2 separate regions of the Sus scrofa genome follow, and region 1 is linked to region 2. Evidence: chromatin contacts called from public Hi-C data. All regions are on one chromosome and are shown on one strand. Each heading gives the region's core, a stretch centred on a gene start, on an enhancer-like site or on the middle of the called end of the contact. The rest is flanking DNA. Distances are from core to core; before and after follow the strand shown.

What was found. Hi-C and Micro-C count contacts between places; a contact is called where the count stands out from the background.
Region 1: a contact with region 2 is called in a Hi-C map of liver, with 3 times the contacts expected there. The contact joins the enhancer-like site here to the promoter of LOC106510670 in region 2. A contact is called at or near these places in 1 of 5 promoter capture datasets (liver), 5 of 47 Hi-C or Micro-C datasets (embryonic fibroblasts, fetal heart ventricle, liver and 1 more) and 1 of 2 datasets of contacts at active chromatin or transcription factors (skeletal muscle).

The regions. Positions count from the first base shown.
Region 1 is chr6:99,956,153-99,960,339 of Sscrofa11.1, forward strand. All of the region lies in intron 1 of PTPRM (receptor-type tyrosine-protein phosphatase mu), which reads right to left. Among named protein-coding and RNA genes, the nearest start is that of PTPRM, 130 kb to the right of the region's middle. Within about 2 kb of position 2,004, at least 2 of the 83 cell types and tissues checked have an H3K27ac peak or open chromatin away from gene starts, as enhancers often do. A contact at or near this core is called in liver, where this site is marked.
Region 2 is chr6:100,090,340-100,094,599 of Sscrofa11.1, forward strand. It overlaps LOC106510670, which reads left to right and starts at 2,128. Exons shown (of 4, transcript XM_021097607.1): 1 at 2,128-2,386; 2 at 2,458-2,628; 3 at 2,694-3,393. The coding sequence starts at 2,128. The coding sequence ends at 3,388. It overlaps PTPRM (receptor-type tyrosine-protein phosphatase mu), which reads right to left and starts at 2,627. Exons shown (of 36, transcript XM_021097712.1): 1 at 2,057-2,627. The coding sequence starts at 2,129.

The DNA of each region.
Region 1 (4,187 bases), core at 754-3,253, 130 kb before region 2:
AGATAATATTCCACCTAGAGATTAGCCTGGAGCCTGATTTCATAAACTGTCCTGTGATGATTGCCCACCTCGTGGCCCAGAGGGCACCCATGTGTCCTGAATCAGGGACACACAAATGTCCTTGCAGTGTCCTCTGGGAAAACAAGTTAAGCCTCATGCAACCATTTCTCTGAAGATATTTCATTCAGGAACCCCACACATAGAAAGCTGGAGAGAACTTAATTTTCACAATGATTACTATCTAGTTCCTTGATGATCCTTCAATTTTTCCACCTATGAATATACATATAAATCGCGGTTGGATTCATAAATACTCCAGAAAACACAGATAAATTATTCCTGTTTCTATTAACTAAAAGAGAGAAAAGCTGCTATGTTGGATGTTACATAGTCATGAAAAACCACAGTAATGAATCTAGAGTGATATTTCGCACTATCAAAATATCTGAATCTTAAGTATCATCTCATAGTATGGTACAAAAAAACAGAAAGTGGAATAACTCAGAGAAGCTTTATGAAAAGACCTCAGATGGGTGCCAAGAAGACTGGGATATTAATCCCACATTTATTATCCATACTTACCGATTCTATGACTTTGACCTAATTACCTTAAACTTCGATGCCCCTGATATTAGTACCTATACCAAAGAAATGACTGTAATATCTATAACAATAGCTATTTGGGGAATTAGCAAAAAGATGACAGTTGCCAAAACACCTGGCACACAACGGAGGATCCTAAGTAACCGATATTTTTTAGCTACTTAACATAATTCTTTGGGGTTAAATTTCTCACATTTGAATGTGCTGTAAAATTGCAAATGTTTAACACAGTACACAGAAAAAATCTATTTACCCATTCTCAAGTTGTTCCAGAAGCAAAAGCCAAACACACATTCACTTTCCCACATTCAAATTGGGGAGAAATAGTAATTTGGCTGTTTATTTGGACTTCTAAGTCTGCAAAACAGCTTCTTTCCAACATAAATTCAAACCTGCCATGCTATTGGCTTTCCACAAAAAAAAAAAAAAAAAAAAAAAAAAAGTGACTTGGCTGTCTCTCAGAAGACTTAACTAAATACAGCTGTGAGACTTGACCAAAAAAAGTGAAAATACACAACTAAGCAAAAAAGTTTTTCTGAGTATACACTTAAATTCATTAAGAATTAATACCAAAGACAGCATATTCTCCTTACAAGCCAAAATAATTTAGTAAAGAATAAAAGTAATCTTTGGGGGTTAAAAAATATCTGATGAAAAAATATATGGTTACTATAACTTCAGAATGCACACAAGCACCAAAGGCACCGGCCTTTCTCAGAAGTTTCTTTGACATAGAAGAGATTTAGAGGAGAAAGAGGCTGGTCTTAAGAGTTACTTGGTCCACAGTCCCTTCTAGTCAAGAGTCTCTTGTACCACATCCCTGCCTGGTGTTTGTCCAGATGCTGCTTAAATACTGTCAATGATGGGAAGTCAGGACTTGCATCACCCATTTCATTGTTTCAGAGCCCAAGTGACAGGAAGCTCTTCACTAAAAATAAAACCACCTTGTAAATCAACTGTACTTCAATTTTTAAAAAGAAAAAAATAACAAAATAAAAATGAACCCACCAAGAAATTCCCAAAACAGCAAAACGAAAACAAAGAAGTTAAAAAACAAAACAAAACAAAAACCAAAACCCAAACTAAACAAAACAAAAATTTATCCTACTAGTGAATTATGCGTAATGAGTTAAATGAAAGGCCCAGGTCTTTTCATAGGAACAGCAGTCAAGGCCAACATTCTCCATTCTTCACTTACATACTCACTCTTCTTCAACAAAAGACGTCACTTTGTGTCACTTAGATCGGTAATTCCAAGACAGAACATTATAGTGTATGTGCTAAAAATTAACAGAGTTGCATTAAAAAGCCATGAAAGCTTCAGCTGAGCAAAGAGAAGAGCAGTGTCAAGGTCCAAAGAGTTGACAGTCCAGTGTACCCATGCCGATGGCAAATCAGCAGCCATCCGAGAGATTGAGAGATGGCAGGACGGGAGACCCGGTCAGGAATGAGATGTGCTTAGTGTGGGAAGGAGGCTGAGAGGGGACATGAAGATACACGATCCATTTACTCCTAAACCTTTACTGAAGACCTTCTGGGCACCAGCACTGTGCAAGTCACGGATCAGTAATCTCTGAAGAGTGGAAGGACAATGAGTGCTAAAAAAGTAAAAATAAAAATACTCTAACAGCTCACAAGTGGGAGAAATATTTTTCAAACCACATATCTGATAAGAGACTGATAACCAGAATATACAAAGAACACTTAAAACTCAAGAAATAGGAGTTCTCCTGGTTCCCACTGCAGCACAGTGTGTTAAGGATCCCACTGCAGCAGCTCAGGTCACCATAGAAGCACGGGTTCAATCCCCTGCTCTGTGCAAAGGGTTAAGGATCTGGCGTTGCCTCAGGTGTGGTGTAGGCTGCAGCTGTGGCTTGGATTTGATCCCTGGCCCAGGAATTTCCATATGCCATGGGCATGGCCAAAATAAACAAAAAAGGAAAAGAAAGAGGAAAAGAGGTGTTCCCCTGTGACATGGTGGATTAAGGATCCAGCATTGTCACTGCAGTGGCTCAAGTTGCTGCTATGAGGAGGATTCGATCCCTAGCCTGAGAACCTCCACATGTCTCAGGTGCAGCCAAAGGAAAAAAAAAAAATTAAAAAAAAAAAAAACCAAAATAGACCAATTTAAAATGCGCAAAGGACCTAACGAGACAATTCTTGAAACAAGATACAAATGGCCAACAAGCACATGCAAAGATGCTCAACATCATTAGTCACTCAGGGAATGCAACTCAAATGCACAGTGTGTATTGCTTCTCACCAGGAGGATGGCTAGAATCAAAAAGAGGGCCAATAACAAGCATTGGCAAAAATGAGGAGAAACCAGAACCCACCCTCATCCATTCCAGGTGGAAATGAAAATGGTGCAGCTTCTTTGGAAAAGTTTGGCAGTTTTTCTAAAACATAAATATAGAGTTACCGCATGACTCAGGAATTCTACTAGTAGGTATAAAACTAAGAGAAATGAAAACATACACCCATGCAAAATCTTATACACAAATGTTCATAGCAAAATATTCATAAATAGCCAGAAAGTAAGAGCAACCCAGATGCCTATTAACTGATGAATGAGATGTTAAGATGTGCTATATCCACCCAATGGACCATTAAGCCATAAAAAAGAATAATATACTGAGACATACTACAAGGTAGGTGAAACTTGAAAACATCACAAAAAACCATGTATTGAATGATTCCATCTTAAGAAATATCCATAACAAGCAAATCCATAGAAATGCAAAGCACATTAATAGTTGCCTAGAGTTGGACTGGGGATTGGCTGCTAATGGCTACAGAACTTCTTTAAGGGGTGATGAAAACGCTCTGAAAAACAGACGGTGCTGATGGCTGGACAACTCTTTGGATACAAACACACTGAATTGTACACTCTAACCCAGTGAATTGTATGGTATGTAGGTTACATATCAATAAAGCTAGTTTTTTTTTAAGAACAACAACAAAAAAATGACACTCCATCATCTCAGAAGGGAGACTTAAACATCAGTGCTTAGAAGAACAAGGAAGTTAAATTTGGGGTCCGAGTTACAGTCCATCATTCAGATGTGGCCAGTGACCATAATGGCCATCTCACTGCTGAAGACCCCAAGTTCAGCGAGAAGCTGGGTAAGCTCCTGAACTGGCTTGCACAGATGCAACACCTACCGCTAAGATAAGCCACTTGGACCTGCGGAAATCTACGGTCAAATGCAACCCTAAAACACTACTGGTCTGTGCCACTGATAAAAGTATGAACAATAAGAACATTTAATTCTTCAGTAACACCACTATAATAAACAGTTTTAAAAAAATAAAATAAGGTTCAGAGTCCCATCACCTCACATTTTCTAAAGTTTATTTCAAATATATGTTTACATCAGGAGCAGCCAGTCTTTACTACTGCTCTCTTAATCTTTGCTCATTTCTCTGTCTTGCATTGAACAGTGAATTAACTGCCTTCCGTTTTATCTGTGTGTGTGTATGTGCTCTGACCAGTGGGAATGGTATACGTCTCATTGTATCCATAATGGAGTTAAAAAATAATGAACGTTCACGGCTAGATTCTAAAAAATCTTCACAGTGAA
Region 2 (4,260 bases), core at 878-3,377:
AGAAAAGTCTGACTAAATTTTGGTTAAAAAAAAATCTCTTTGGGTTTGACTAATGATTTAAGTAAGACTTAACAAGGACTCAAGTCAGTACTATCTAGGCTGAAATCTCTTTTAATGATGAGAAACCAGAGCTCCTGTTGTGGCTCAGCAAGCAGGGAACCTGACCAGTATCCATGAGGACACAGATTCGATCCCTGGCCTCATGCAGTGGGTTAAAGATCAGGCATTGCAGTGAGCTGCCTTGTAGGCTGCAGACTCCAAGCTGGGATTTGCTATGTCTGTGGCATAGGCTGGCAGCTGCAGCTCCTATTCAACCCCTAGCCTGGAAACTTCCATATGCCGCAGGTGCGGCCCTAAAAAAAAAACCAAAAAAAGAAAAAAAGATGAGAAACCGATCATTTAAATAAGCTACATAAATATTTGTTCCCACCCCCTTGCCTACAACTTGAAAATCCATCCAAATGCTTTCTGACACAGCTTAACTTGAAACAAATCCCAGCCAGGGAGCTATAGATCTTAATAAAGAGAAAACCATCACAAAGGCCCTCATCCTTGGCTTCTCACACTAAGGAGTTTCAAGGCTCTGAAACTGGCAAGTCTACTCTATAATTCACTAATAAGAAAGAACGCAGGCCAAAATTTGCATCAATTTTACAGCAGACAGCAGTGGGTCATTTTGTTAAATCCTCTGGAGCACGTGCAATTACCAGACACTTAAGGACATACTAAACTTAGGAGAAGGGTTATTTCTCTACTGAAGCTGACAGCACAGAGCCAGGAGCCAACTCCCCGCTAAGCTTCCTGGTGGTGGCCAACTGTGGTCAAGGGTCTCGCGGCTCAGCAAAGCCAGGGGCACGGCCTCCCCGCCTGTGTGTCCAGAGCTCGGGAAAGTAAAGATGTTAAGTTTCCACAGGTCTCACAGCCAAACGCCAAACGTCTCCAATGCTTTTAAATATGCGTTTTTACTGTCAGTGAAAGTCTCCATCAAATTTTAAAAAGTTCAACTTACTCATTCCTCCCGAATAAACAGAGAAACAAACCTATTTTGCAACCCAAGTTGAAGGACTAATAGCAGGCTTTTTATTAGAAGAAAAACAAGCCCAGGGCCACCATTCCGTGAAAACTGACACACACGGGAAACTGTGCACGTGTGCAAGCGCTGGCTGTCTATCCGCGTGTGTGCTCCCGGTAACGCCGTGCAGGGCTCGAGCCTGGCCTGACCCGCGACTCCCGATCACGCGTCCTAGTCCCAGGAGCTCTGCAGGCTCCGATCGCCCGGGCGCAGCAGGCACCTCGCCGCCGGCCACTTTCCTGCCAGCCCGAGGCGGCGGGTGGCGGGGCTGGCTGACCACTGCCCCCGTTCGGGAGCTCCCCGGGGCCGAAGGGAGCCTGACCCGCACACAACCGCAGCGGCCCGGGGCCCGGGCAACCAGCCACTCCGTCCGGACCACAGGTCCTCCCTCCGGGACCGATGAGGACACTGCCTTGGTTCTCTCGATCTGCGGCGCGACCACCGCGGCGAGCCGGGGTCATGGCAAGCTTCTGGCCGGGCGGCGGCTGGACGGCAAAGAAAACCGGCGATCGCCACCGCCGCCGCCAGAGTCTCTCCGAAGCAATCGCGCGGGCGCAGCAGGCACGGAGATCCGGCTGGCCGCCGCTCCGGGTGGGAAGGACCGCGCAGCGACCACGCCAGGCGGCCGGCGGCTGCAGCTCCCAACTTCAGGCAAAGTTTTCTGCTGTTGCTCTCAGAGCCGGCGGAGGGCTCCGAGTGGCGCCGACACGCACCCAGGCCGCCAAGGGGCGGGGGCCGACCTGGGGCCGGGCTCCGGAGTCAGCGCCCCGGGCTCGTCCGCTCTGTCCGCCCGAGCGCGAGGTGCCCTCCCTCCCCGCTGGTCTCGCGCCGGGGCAGGGAACTGGCACACGCAGTGCCGGAGCCGCCGCTCCCCAGTCTGGACCCGCGGTCCGCCGCTAGTGCTCTCCCACCCGGGAGCTGCATGCGTCCCGGGCCCCTTCCGGCCCGCACGCCCCAGGCCACAGCGAGTGCGGCCCCTCTTACCTGAAAACGTATCCCCCGCCGCAGTTAGCAAAAGTCCGTACAAAGTCACCAGCCAAGTCCCAAGTCTGCTCATGGTGCTGAGCGCACGCCGGGCCGCTCCCCGGCGGCGCTGGGTGGGCGCGAGGTCCGAGGGCGGCCGGGAGCTTTCCTTCCAAGGCGGCGAGGAGAGCAGGGTGAACACCCAAAACCAGAGCCAGACCCGCAAAGTGCCAACACTTGCAGAAGTCTCAACTCCGGGGGCTCCCGGGGCCGGGGCCGAGGTCCTGGATCCTCCCACCCAGTCGCCAGCCCCGCTCGGAGCTGGAGCGGCTGCAAGAGGGAGCGGAGGGCGCGCCCGCGGAGCCAAAATCCGCCCTCCGTGCCGGCTGCTGCACCCGCCGCCGCTCTCCTTCCCCGGGTAGGGACCCGAGCCGCCGGCGCCGCGGTGGCCGGGGCCGCGGCCGCGCTTGTCCCGCCCGCCGCCTCTCAGCCAGCAGCCGAGCCAGCCCCCGGGCGGCGGCGCGCCAATGGCCGAGCCCGCGCCGGCTGCGCGCGGGGCTCCTGCTCCCCGACTGACTGGCAGTGCCCCGCAGGCCGGCTGAAGGGAGCGCCCACGTCACGGCCGCCCGCGCTGCCGCGGCCCGCTAGAGGGCGTGAGCGCCCGGCCCCGCCGGCCCTACGGGTCCGCGCCCGGCGCTGAGAGGCAGCGGCGCCTCGGGGGGAGCCGGGCGGGGGGCGGCCGCGGGGGCGGTGTCACCGCGCGGAGAGCGGCTGCCGGGAGGTGCCTCGTGCTCCCTCCCGCTCGCGTCCCGCCCCGCCGCGGCTTGGGTTTCGAGGCCGGCTTCCGGGAGGGTGACCGCGCAGGGGCCGCGCGGCGGCCAGAAGTTTGTCCCGGGTCACAGGCCGCCAGGAGTTGGCGAACGAGGCTGGCGGGACGGCGGCCTTGCGGCCCCGCGGGCGGACGAGGCGGCTCCAATCCCGGCGCCGGATGGCAGTGTCCGCAGCGGGGCCGGCAGTCGCAAAGCCGCTCTCCCCCGCGGCTTTGGGCAGGGCGAGCCGGTAGATCGGGAGGCTGCGAGGGGCTGCGAGCTTCTCCGCGCGGCGGGTGCAGAGAAGTTGGCGGACGCCAGAGGAGGGAGCGGCGGCCTCGGGCACCGAGACCCAGCAGCGCGCCAGCCTCCCGACTGGACCACTCGCGCTCCTGCCCCAGGAGCCCTGCACCCGGCGGAGCAGGAAGCGCTCTGCGGCTTCATTGCGCCCCCGCCGTCCCGGTTGGGCCCCAGCGAGCCGCGGGCGATACACGGAAGGTGGCGGTCACAGCGGAACGAGAGTTTGGACCTACGTAACCTGTGATTTGTGTATCTGGTACTAAGTGTTGGGAAATGCGAGAGGAGGAGGGGTGGGTAATGAATCAAATATCTTGAAGTGTGTAATTTACCGTTTGGGTCTGGAATGCCTACTTCATTAAGTGACTAAAACAGTCTTCCAATGCTTCGGTAAAAAGGTTCTCTTTGTGAAATTGCAAATAAACAAATAAAAAGGGGTGGAGTGATCTTTCTATCTCCCGGGGAATACGCACGTCGAGCCAGCTCTGAGCAGCTGTAGACGCTAGGCCTAGCTGACTGAACGCAATGGAAGGCCTGGGAAGAGGTTAAATTAGAAGCCGAGTAAGGACCCGTGAGTAGGACGGGTGTACCAGCCAGAGGGGGGACGCAGGTGTGTCCGGGGCCCTTCTGTGCTGCTCTCACCTGGAGCTTACAAAGACCCAGAAAGTATACTGATCCCACGCTCACCTAGACCCTGTCTCCAGTTGACCCTAGAACCAACAAGCTGTAACTAAGGATAGGTCATAGCTGTCACCTCCCCGGGGGAAAACTGCGGGACTGGAGGATTTTTGCTTTTGGTGCTCCAACCAACAGCTCCTCTTTCTGCTGGAATTCCACTTCTTAGATCCTTTTCAGAAGTGCTCTTTAAAAGGTTCTATATTAATAGTTTACTTCTTAGTACTAGGACCTTACACCGTCCTGCTGCTTCTCTCAAATATGTACCTGTTGAGCCTTATTGCAAAATGAACATTTGAAGAAGGGAGAGGCAGGGCACTCCCATACCTTCAAAGACAGGCAATGAGGGTCTGCAGCATGAACTTGCCTTGTGCTGAGGTCCTGCATCGTTTTGCGTGGTAATGTGCTTTCCAATGGAGCTTTTCTGTTAGGAGGCCCTAGGGG